Regions from separate parts of the Mus musculus genome. Here region 2 is linked to region 1. A link is a contact called in public Micro-C data. All regions are on one chromosome and are shown on one strand. Each heading gives the region's core, a stretch centred on a gene start, on an enhancer-like site or on the middle of the called end of the contact. The rest is flanking DNA. Distances are from core to core; before and after follow the strand shown. Region 1 holds the start of Bcl2l13 (BCL2-like 13 (apoptosis facilitator)). Region 2 overlaps Mical3 (microtubule associated monooxygenase, calponin and LIM domain containing 3).

Region 1 (5,163 bases), core at 1,884-4,383:
CAGATCTATAAAACCCTGTCATTAAAAAATGAGAAAAAGAAAAAAATCTGCCAGGTAGTATACACCTTTAATCCCAGCATTCTGGAGGCAGAGGCAACAGGATTTTTCTGAGTCTAAGGACAACCTGGTCTACTCTGGTCTATACAGCTAATTCAGGACAGCCAGAACTACATAAAGAAATCCTGTCTCACAAACAAACAAACAAAAAAGGTGTGTGTGTGGGGGGGGGTGTTTAAAGTGTATTAATGAGTACTTTTTCCTTGTTCTTTTTCTTTTTCTTCTTAAAGGTTCAAGACATGATTTACTTTTTAAAACTTTCTATTAATTACGTGTGGGTGGGTATGCGCACACAATGCAGTGCCCACAGAGGTATGAGAGCTCCTGGAGCTGGGGTTAGCGGTTAGCTGTCTCATATGGGTGCAGGGAATCACACTCAGACCCTCAGGAAGAGCAGTACATGCTCATAGCCATCTCTCCAGCCCCGCCCCCAAAGTTAAGACAAAGTCTCCCCTCTAGCCCAGATGATCTCCCTGCCATCTTACCCAGCCTCCCCTATGTTAGATCTACAGAGTGCGCAGCTTCACCATTTCCTTTTACAAATTGAAGGTGAAGACAATGAGATAATGGGAGAGGTTAACGGGGAAGCAGGGGTAAAAATGACAAAAATATACTATATAACTGTATACATTTGCCAAGTAAAAATATGTTAAGCCGGGCGTGGTGGCGCACGCCTTTAATCCCAGCACTTGGGAGGCAGAGGCAGGCGGATTTCTGAGTTCAGGGCCAGCCTGGTCTACAAAGTGAGTTCCAGGACAGCCAGGGCTACACAGAGAAACCCTGTCTCGAAAAACCAAAAAAAAAAAAAAAAAAAAAGTTAAAAGATGGGTAGATTTAACCTTTCATGTTATTTGGCTAAATTCAATTTCCAGGGTACACCCCTGAACATAGACACAGGTCATTTCAGATAGATGTGGTAGTTCCCCTCTGGAATCCTAGCATTAGGGAGGCTGACTGTAGGCTCAAGGCTAACCTAGACGGCTCAGTGGTTAAGAGCACCAACTGCTCTTGCAAAGGTCCTGAGTTCAAATCCCAGCAACCACATGGTGGCTCACAACCATCCATAATGAGATCTGATGCCCTCTTCTGGTGTGTCTGAAGTCACCTACAGTGTACTTAGATATAATAATAAATAAATCTTTAAAAAAAATGCTTCAGTGGGTGAAAGCAGCTTGAGTTTAATCCTAGAGCCCATGTAAAGATGGAAAGAAAAAACTGACTCCCAAAGTTGCCCTCTGGCCATGCATGGTGACACAGGCCCTCAAAGGAAGAGTCAGGTGGACAGCTATGAGTTTGAGACAATCCTGGTCCACATAGGAAACTCTAGGACAACCAGGACTACACAGAGACCCTGTGCCCCGCCTCCCCCCAAATGAAACAAAGTTGCCTAACGCCCTACACACATGTGTATCCAAACAAACAATTACACCCACAATAATAGTAAAATTTAACATTTTAAAGTGACAGTCATGGCTGGGTACTCCTGGATCTCCATTCAGGGGAGGAAGAAAAGGTAGGATCTACCAGGCAGTGGTGGCACATGCCTTTAATCCCAGCACTTGGGAGGCAAAGGCAGGCGGATTTCTGAGTTCGAGGCCAGCCTGGCCTACAAAGTGAGTTCCAGGACAGAGAAACCCTGTCTCCACAAAAAAACAAAAAACAACAACAACAACAACAACAAAACAGAAAAGGCAGGATTTGAGTTCAAGGCCAATTTAGGATACAGTTCAAAAACCAAAACAAAACAAATGTTATTTTAAGGACTAAAAAAAAAAAAAATAGTTTAGAATAGTGCCTGATCATCCAGAGCCAAGAGACTTTGTAGAAAAACTGTATAAATGTTTTCAATTCGCTGTTATAATCATCCAGGACACATTTATCCAACTGTGTATGTGAAATGTAAGTGATTCACTACCCACACACTTGCCTAACTCTTTATGTGTTAAAACAAAATGGAAGAAAGGTATTTCAAGGGTGTGGCAATACATCTAAGGTCACACAAGTTAGGGCAGAGAGCATCAACAGTCTGGTTTATACCAAGCCTCCAAGGGGAATATTGGAAATTTTGCAAAAACTTTTTTTTTAAATATCAGACAGAGGGGCCTGTCAGCATGGTTCAAAACTTTTAAACACAGAGTAAAACAGACCTCTTAGATAAACACTTGTGTGTGGGAATGGCGAACTGTTTAGCCGAACTATCAGTCAAAAGCATGTGAATTTCTGGGCAGATCGCTTCAATTTTTACCCCTAAGTAAAATCCTCAACTTAGCCTAGGCTACCTCCTTCACAGGACTATAATGTAAAGGCAAGAAATGCAGGATGCCGCGAAAATGTGAGGAGGGATTTTAAAAAGAGAAAAACAAAAAACCCCGAATCACTGTGAAAGGCATCGCCTTCGTGTGGTAAGAAGACCTAGTCTGTTTTGTTTTGTCTTGGGGGTGGGGGGGGGTGGCGTGGGACCGTGAATGGGTGTCAAAACGCAGCCAGCGCTGAGACTGAGAAACAAGCCTTCACACTGTGACAGGACACCACTAGCGAAGCTAATCTATAATCGGTCTAAGTGAATGGCACACGCTTCCCTCCTCCAAGCGAGAATTCACGCTTCCTAGTCTGCCCCCCAAAACAGACCCTGCTTCCCAAAGCCGAGATCTGGGTGAAGAACAGAATGTAGAGCAAGGGTGAGTTCCAGAGCCTCAGGCAGCCACACAGCCGGTTCAAAAGCCGCCCGGCGTGGGGGCGCACTGGACAGGTCGGATTCACCCCAAACAGCCCCTCAGAAGTTCCGAGACGCCGCGGCGGAGCAGCACGGTCCTCCTCCCTCAGGCCCGGTCTCTCCCGCGCCCTGGGCAGCACCGTGGTCAGCTCGGTGGTCTCCAAGACCCCTTCCTCAGCGGATGGAAACCGCTCCACCAGCCACCAGGGCCGCCCCAGAATCCCACTCCCCTCACCTGGCTCCAGCCCTGCCCCACAAGGGACGAAGGAGACGGCGGCGGCGGCAGCAGGGGCTTCCCACGGGGTGCAGGAGCGACAGTGGCTGCTTCGACCCGCGAACCTAATCTACCGCCGCCGCCATGTTGGACGGTGAGGTCACCCTGGCGCGCCTACGTCACGGCGGCGTAGGGGCGGGGCCCGGGCGTAATGCCAAGCCGGAAGCCAGCGGCTCGGTCAACTGGAAACGAAGCAGGGTCACTGACACCTGCTGGTCAGTTTGCGCAGGCGTGACCTGTGTACGAAGCTGTCCTGTGCCTCTCTTTCCAGGAGCCGCTTAAATCCTCGATTCTGGACTTCATAAGTATCTTCACCCAGTCATTTCCGGTGCTAGTTAGGGCGAAGGGTGATGAGGTAGACACCACCGCACGCCTGCTCACCCCTGTGTGGGACAAGAAGCTGGTGGCATAGCAGAAGCAGAGTTCTGCAGACTTTTGCGTTCCTGGAGTACTAAAGCCCTCAGGTTACTGGTCAAGACTGCACTTCCTAGGGCTGCCAGGAGATTGTCCTGAAAGTTAGGAAAGCAATTTAAAGGCAGGGTGGAATGACTAGGTTGAGACAACTCAGGATCCGGGCACCATGGTGATAAAAAGAGTCTTATAGTAGTAATCCATTTTTTACTCGCACTGCCTGGCAAGCTGCCTGGACTATAGTTTCTTATGTTTGTTTCTTGACTCTACAAAAGCATGTCCAACCTGTGGTCCAAGATAAACTGAATGCTTATCAACCAGAAAGAAAAAGAAATAGATTGGGGCTGGAGAGTTGGCTCAGTGGTTAAGAGCACTGACTGCTCTTCCAGAGGTCCTGAGTTCAAATCCCAGAAACCACATGGTAGGTTCACGACCATCTGTAATGAGAACTGATACCCTCTTCTGGTGTGTCTGAAGACAGTGACAATGTGGTTACATATAATAATGAATAAATCTTAAAAAAAAAGAAAAAGAAAAATAGATTTACTTAAACCATGAAGGCTGTGTATAACCCGATTATCTAGTTGTTCAGCAAGAGCTTTTTAGATCGTGTAAAAAGGTCAAGATATCTAGGCAAGATAAACACCCTGCATTAGCCAGCTTGAGTTTCAGCCTGTGTTACTGAAATGAAGTGACAAAGTAACACAAACAGCACAGAAGATTAGGAGTTAGAAGGCGGTTGAAGGCGGTTGCAATCAGTCAGATCAGAAATGATAAATGTGTCCAGTTGCTTGTACAGGCTGGTAATCCCAACACTCTGAAGGCTGAAGCAGGAGGATAAATTGGAGTCTGGCTACATAGTGAATCTTATCTTTAAAAAAAATAATAAAAGATTGATTACAAAACTGACTGGGGACCATTGATATGGCTCAGGTTGCAAAAGTGCTTACTGTAAGCCTAATGATCTGAGCTGGATCTCTGGAACACACATGGTAGAAGAAGAAAACCATCGCTAGCAAGTAGATTTCTCTGACCACACTGCCTAACCCCACCTCCCATACACACACATTTCAAAGCAAAACAATCAATACAAACTGAAAGGAAGTGATGACCAGTAGCTAAGTTTAGGAGGTAATAGAAATGTTTAAAATTCACAATGATAATGGTGGCACAATTACAAATATCTTGAATTTCACTTAATTATATGCTCTTGGTTTTTTGGGACAGTGTTCCATACTGACCTCAAACTTGCTCTTTATCCTAGAATGACCTGGAATCTCATCCTGCCTCTGCCTCCTGAGTGCTGAGGCCTCGGGTATAAGCTAGTATGCCTGTGTGTTGCTGGGGATATCATTCAGGGCACACCAATCTACAAACTATGATCCTAACCCTTTTGAACGCTTCCTTTTTTTATTTTATGTATATGAGCGTTTTGTTTACATGTACATCTGTGCACCATGTGGGTGCCTAGTTTCAAATAAGGTCAGAAGAAGGAGTTAGATCCCCTGGAACTGGAGTTACCCATGTTTATGAGCTGTCATGTGGGTGCTGAAAACCAAACCCAAGTCCTTAGAAAGAGCAGGACTTGGAAGTAGGCAGGGGCATCACAAGTTCAGACCATCTGCAACTACATACGAAGTTTTAAACCAGCCTAGACTACCTGAGACCTTGTCTTGCATAGAAGTGGGTTTGTCTGTTTGTCTGACTT
Region 2 (5,163 bases), core at 1,123-3,622, 260 kb before region 1:
AATACAAAAATGGTATGGGCCATTGATTGGGAAAACAAAGACAAAACAGCTCTAACTCGAGGAGAGCCAGCTTGGGCCCGGTGTTGGTTTAGAGTTTACAGGCATGGTCAGTTCTGCGTCATTTGAACTTCACAGGTGAGGACGTAGAAATAACCAGCATCCACCTTAGGACACTCAGGACATAAAAGAGAGATGCCTCCGCCTTGAACCTGGTCTACACTGACCCCTAGCCTACAAAGGTGTGATTCCTATGCATCCTAGGTCATTGAGAGGAGTATTTAGGTGAGAAGAGAGTACCCACCTCCCTTTTAAACCTTCAGTCTTCTTTATAGAAGTGTTTGCTCACTTAGTAATTTCAGCTTTTTTTCATACTTTTTTTTTGAGAATTTTGCACACTGTTTTGACCATAATCACCCCACCTCAACTCTTCCCATATCCCTATCCCCTTCCCTTTCCACCCAACCATGACCCCCCACCCCCATCTCCCATCAAGAACATCTGTACTGCACCATCTTCTCCCAGGGCTCAGGGATCATTGCTGGAGAAGGGGCAGAAAGAGTGTAAGAGCCAGAGAGGCTGTGAACAAATACAAGGAATACTGTCCTGCAGACACAGCAGGGCAGCAGCCCTTCCAGACCCACAGCAGCTGTGACAGCACGCGCACACGCACACGCTCCATGGGAGCTCAAGCCAGACCAAGTCCCGGCATAGCAAGGGGAGGTGGATGTGAAATCCCACCCCTAGCTCAGGAGCCATTGGATGTGATAGCTCCTGGGAAGAAGGACAGTTAAGAGTGTTGCCTCTGGTAGGTTGACCAGGCTCCAGCGTAAGGCCACATTGCCAAGAATGTATGGGCGACACAGAGAAGAGGGTATGCGATGCAAAGCAGTGGCTTAGAGTTGAGAGCGAGCCCAGGACATTATAGGCAGTGAGGGGGGCAGCCCTCCTCGCTGGTTGCTGAGCTCAGTACCAGTGAGTCTGAACCACTGTGGTAGGCTCTGCCTGGGTGCTTGGAGGTGAGTAAGATGCGTTTCTCTCCCTGTGGAATCTTGGTGTAGCCAGGGAGACAGACACACAAATAGATGACTCCCTTGCAGTGTGGTAAGAGCAAGAGCCGTGATGAGCGAGTGTAAATGTAGGTGCCATAGGAGCTGAGGAAAGGGAGCCAGGAGTTCTTCCCAGAGCCTTGAAAGGCAGGCTAGTGGCCAGCTGAGAAGAGCTTTCTAAAAGATGAGAGCAGCCATGAGCAAGCACACGGAGCCCGTCTGTCCCCAGGGCCTGGGTTTGCCTCATCGCACTCTATAGACAGTTTATGGAGGTGGGATTCGCCCTGAGTAACAGCGTGGAAATCATGTTGAAAGTCAGGTAAAGGGGGAGAGATGGGAGAGCAAGATTGTTGTGGAAGGAGTCACTTTCTGAAGGGAGCATTCTCATTTCTGGGAGCTGGGTGCTCTCTGGTGCAGCTCCTCCACTCTGTCTTTGTGACACTGTCTGACAGACTCTGACTGTCTCCAGATAGAGAGGCAACGACCCACTCAAGAAAGCTCTCTGTGTCGTCTTGGGAGTACACTGGGTTTACTATAGGAATATGGGTCATCTCAAAACAGTGGCATCACTATATAGTTCCATTTCAGTGTGGGTAATGGCCTCTCAAAAGCTGTCTCAGTAAAGCCCCCACCCCTGTCAACCTTCTGCTTCTGTACTGAGGTGATTTCCCACCACATGCAGCTGGGGCAGGACTGCATGTCACTGGGAGTCCCCCACTCCCACACCCATACCCAGAGACAGCCTTTCAGGAATATTGTGAAAGGTGTTGGAGATAATGCAGAGCCGGTGGGCATGGCTATAGGCCATTGACGCTGTAATTTATGAAATAGGAATTTTTATGTAACTTTCATCAATTATAGAATGAGTCTTGTCTGGGTTTCCCTCAATCCTTGAAATATATTTTAAAAAAAGCGTCTTACTTGGAGGTTGGATTTGGCCACTGGTTGGAGTTTGTCCACCCCCAGCAGTTGGTAATAATTCAGATGTAGCCCAGCAGAGGTGGCGCACACCTTCAATCCCAGCACTTGGGAGGCAGAGGCAGTCCGATCGCTGAGTTCAAGGCCAGCCTGGTCTATAGAGTGAATTCCAGACAGCCAAGACTATACAGAGAAACCCTGTCTAGGGAGTGGGGGTTGGGGAATCAGATGTAACATGACAAAGGACTGGGCCAGGATGTTGGCATTGAAGATAAAGAGGAAGGGACCTGATGCCAGAGACCCTTTGGAAAGAGGATTCTGATTAGATAGCAGGGAGGAGAGGGAGGAGCCCAGGCAAGGCAGGAGCTGCTGAGTAGGTGCTTCCGGACCCAATTGGTAAAGCTGGCTCTATTTCCATGTGCCAAGAGCATGTGCCACTGCTGGGGAAAGCCCAGGGGGAGCAGAGTCCTGTCTGTGCTGCCAGGTGCCTCTCTGACGTCACCCTGCGCATGCCTCCTTGCCTGTCAGCTTCTTTTGCTACCCTGGTTTTAGGTGCACTGCAAAATAGGACCTGCTGTAACTTGGTTGGGGCTGCCCTTGGAGTTATTTGGGGGGCGGGTCTTTTGTCAACGCTTCCCAGTCAGGAGAAGCCACAAGAGCAGCAAGCAGTAGAGAGTCCCACTGCCTGCTATCTAGATGTATGTATTAGATCTCATTGTTCCCGTTTGCTCCGGTTACTTTACCATTCATTGTGCCTCTCTATTCAAAATGCCTCAGTGCAGATTTATCAAAAGATAAGACAGTGCTCCTTGGCCACGGTACAGAGCGCTAGGGCACTTAGCATGGATGTGGAACTGTAGTCTGATTGTTTCTGACGCTACTGTGCCTCCCGTAGCTGTTCTTGCTAGATGGCTGCCATCCTCGGAGAGACGCTCATCACAGGAGTGGATGCTAACAATCCTAATGGCAGGATTGATTCTCCTGTATCCCACCTACTACTCACTGGTCCCGCCATGACAAGCAGCAGCCTAGAGGGAGGGTCACCTGCTATTACTGTCTTGAACTTGAGCGGTGGTTCCCCATCTTCCTAATGCTGCAACCCTTTAATACACGGCCTTTTATAGTGGTGACCCCCAGCTATAAAATTATCTTTGCTGCTACTTCATAACTAATTTTACTACTGTCGTGAATAATGATGTAGATTTCTGATAATCGACTCCATGGAGGTTGCGACACACAGACACACAGGTTGAGAACCGCTGAGTTCTCACATGGCTCCTGCTGTCGCTTCCCGCTTCGCCGGGATGCCACTCCATAGGGAACTATGTGCACCTGAGAGCTGGCGTAGTTTTCTCTGTTCTCTTTCATTGCATCTCAGTATGGAACATGATCTTCTCTAAGATGTGCCCTCTCCAGGCTTTGTCTGAGAAGCAGAAACTATCAGTAAGTGTCAGTAATTTGCTTTGGAAATAAAGTATGTGGGGGGCGGGATCCTAACATTTTGGACTTGGGCCAAAATGATTCTCTTTCTGCTACTTTAGATAGACCAAACCCAAGCTGGGCAGTGGTGGCACACGCCTTTAATCCCAGTTCTCTGGAGGTGGAGGCAGGTGGATCTCTTGAGCTCAAGGCCAGCCTGGTCTACACACACACACAGAAAGAGAGAGAGAGAGAGAGACAGACACGCACACAGACAGACAGACAGACAGACAGTGTTAGTTAGTTCCAGGACAGCCAGGGCCACACAGAGAGGGGAGAAAAAGACTGAATGGAGAAATGGGGTGTTGAGCTGCATGTCCGTGGTTCCTTCTGAGTTGCTTGCACAGCTCCATGGGATGTGATTCTGCTCAGGTAAGGGACGCGGAAGGGAAGGGAAGTGTCCTCTGAGTGTAAAGTGGATGGCCCACTGCAGTGAGTGAGCAAACCCCCTCCACTTCCCTAAACACTCTCTGCCTTCCTTGTAAGTGTTCTGAGCCTTTGTAGATTTGCCCCGGGGCCCTTCTCGGCTTCGTTATTACTGACCTGCCTCTTCAGAGCCAAGCCATCCAGGACCTGTGAAACCCAAGTCTGGAGTCCCTGTCAGATGTAGTCTTGAGGCCTTGCCAGGCATTGAGAGGCTGGCCAGCCACCGTCTGTGGGGGGGATGACGTGGTGCCTCTGCATCTTCTGTACCCTCTCTTCCCATCCCATGCCCGATGAGAAACTCTGGGGTCTGGTGCCCGGTGGAAAGTTCAGAAGTCACTGGGTGGTTTTGTCTTATATTCGAAAATTTGTCAGGGAAGGTGTTGGCCACCGGATGTGAGAGTCAAACCAGGCAGGGGTGTTCTGACATAGCCACAGGGCCCTTCACTCACTGCTTCCTCCACATAGATGGGGCCGTGCTCGCCGCTCATGCAGGGGTACAGCTGCTCGGGCTGGCCAAGCTGCTGTAGCCAGCCTGCATGTTCCCCTGGGACCCGGGAGTCCATGGAATCCACAAGGCCACACACATTTAACTTTTGCAGAGACTTAGGGTGGTGGGGTGGGGAGGTGTAGAGGTCATGGGCTCTGTTATCAGAGTTTACAGTTCACTTTGGAAGTCAATATAACATGAAAGTAGCCAGTGACCATCAGGAAGGACACAGAGTCAGGTCTAAGGTCACGAGCAATCCCAGCCTCAAAGGCAGCAGTGGCTGTTTGGATCTGCTCCTGGTATGCCTGCGTCAGGGCCTCTGCACGGTCCCTACCCCTTAGCAGAAACCCCTTTGCTAAGGTACCACAAACCCCGAACACCTAAAAACCCTAAAACCCAGGTCTTGAGGCTCTAGTCCTGGCTCCTACAGGAGGCTGAGGCCGGAGGATTGCCTGAACTCAGGAGGCTAAGACCAGGCTGGGCTGTTGTATTGCAGGGAAAAATAATCTTAGCATGGCTGGACGTGGTGGCTCATGCCTTTGGGCAGCAGAGGCAGGCAGATCTCTGTGAGTTTGAGGCCAGCCTGGTCTACAGAGGTGAGTTCTAGGACAGCCTGGGCTACACAAAACAAAGTTCAGCGCCTAATGTGGAAGGAGTCTGTGCTACGTAGGTGTTTGGTAAAAAGAGCTTTCTCTGTACTTCTTCCTATTAACGTAGAGGCTTCATGAGGTCGGCCTGTCACCTGCTTTTGCAGAGTCTTGGCCTGTCCTTGAGAATGGCCATAAAGCAGGCAGAGAGGACACAGAG

The links. A called contact is a pair of places that touch in the nucleus more often than the background predicts.
Region 2: a Micro-C map of the G1E-ER4 cell line shows a contact between it and region 1. The contact joins the enhancer-like site here to the promoter of Bcl2l13 in region 1. A contact is called at or near these places in 1 of 39 promoter capture datasets (neural stem cells), 5 of 484 Hi-C or Micro-C datasets (the G1E-ER4 cell line, embryonic stem cells and nephron progenitors), 2 of 115 datasets of contacts at active chromatin or transcription factors (both in embryonic stem cells) and 1 of 9 other capture datasets (pancreatic islet).

The regions. Positions count from the first base shown.
Region 1 is chr6:120,834,200-120,839,362 of GRCm38.p6, reverse strand. It overlaps Bcl2l13 (BCL2-like 13 (apoptosis facilitator)), which reads right to left and starts at 3,133. Exons shown (of 7, transcript NM_153516.2): 1 at 3,006-3,133. It overlaps Gm38889 (a long non-coding RNA gene), which reads left to right and starts at 3,169. Exons shown (of 3, transcript XR_869411.3): 1 at 3,169-3,259.
Region 2 is chr6:121,095,955-121,101,117 of GRCm38.p6, reverse strand. The region is part of intron 1 of Mical3 (microtubule associated monooxygenase, calponin and LIM domain containing 3); the gene reads left to right. Among named protein-coding and RNA genes, the nearest start is that of Mical3, 32 kb to the left of the region's middle. Within about 2 kb of position 2,372, at least 45 of the 459 cell types and tissues checked have an H3K27ac peak or open chromatin away from gene starts, as enhancers often do. A contact at or near this core is called in the G1E-ER4 cell line and pancreatic islet, where this site is marked.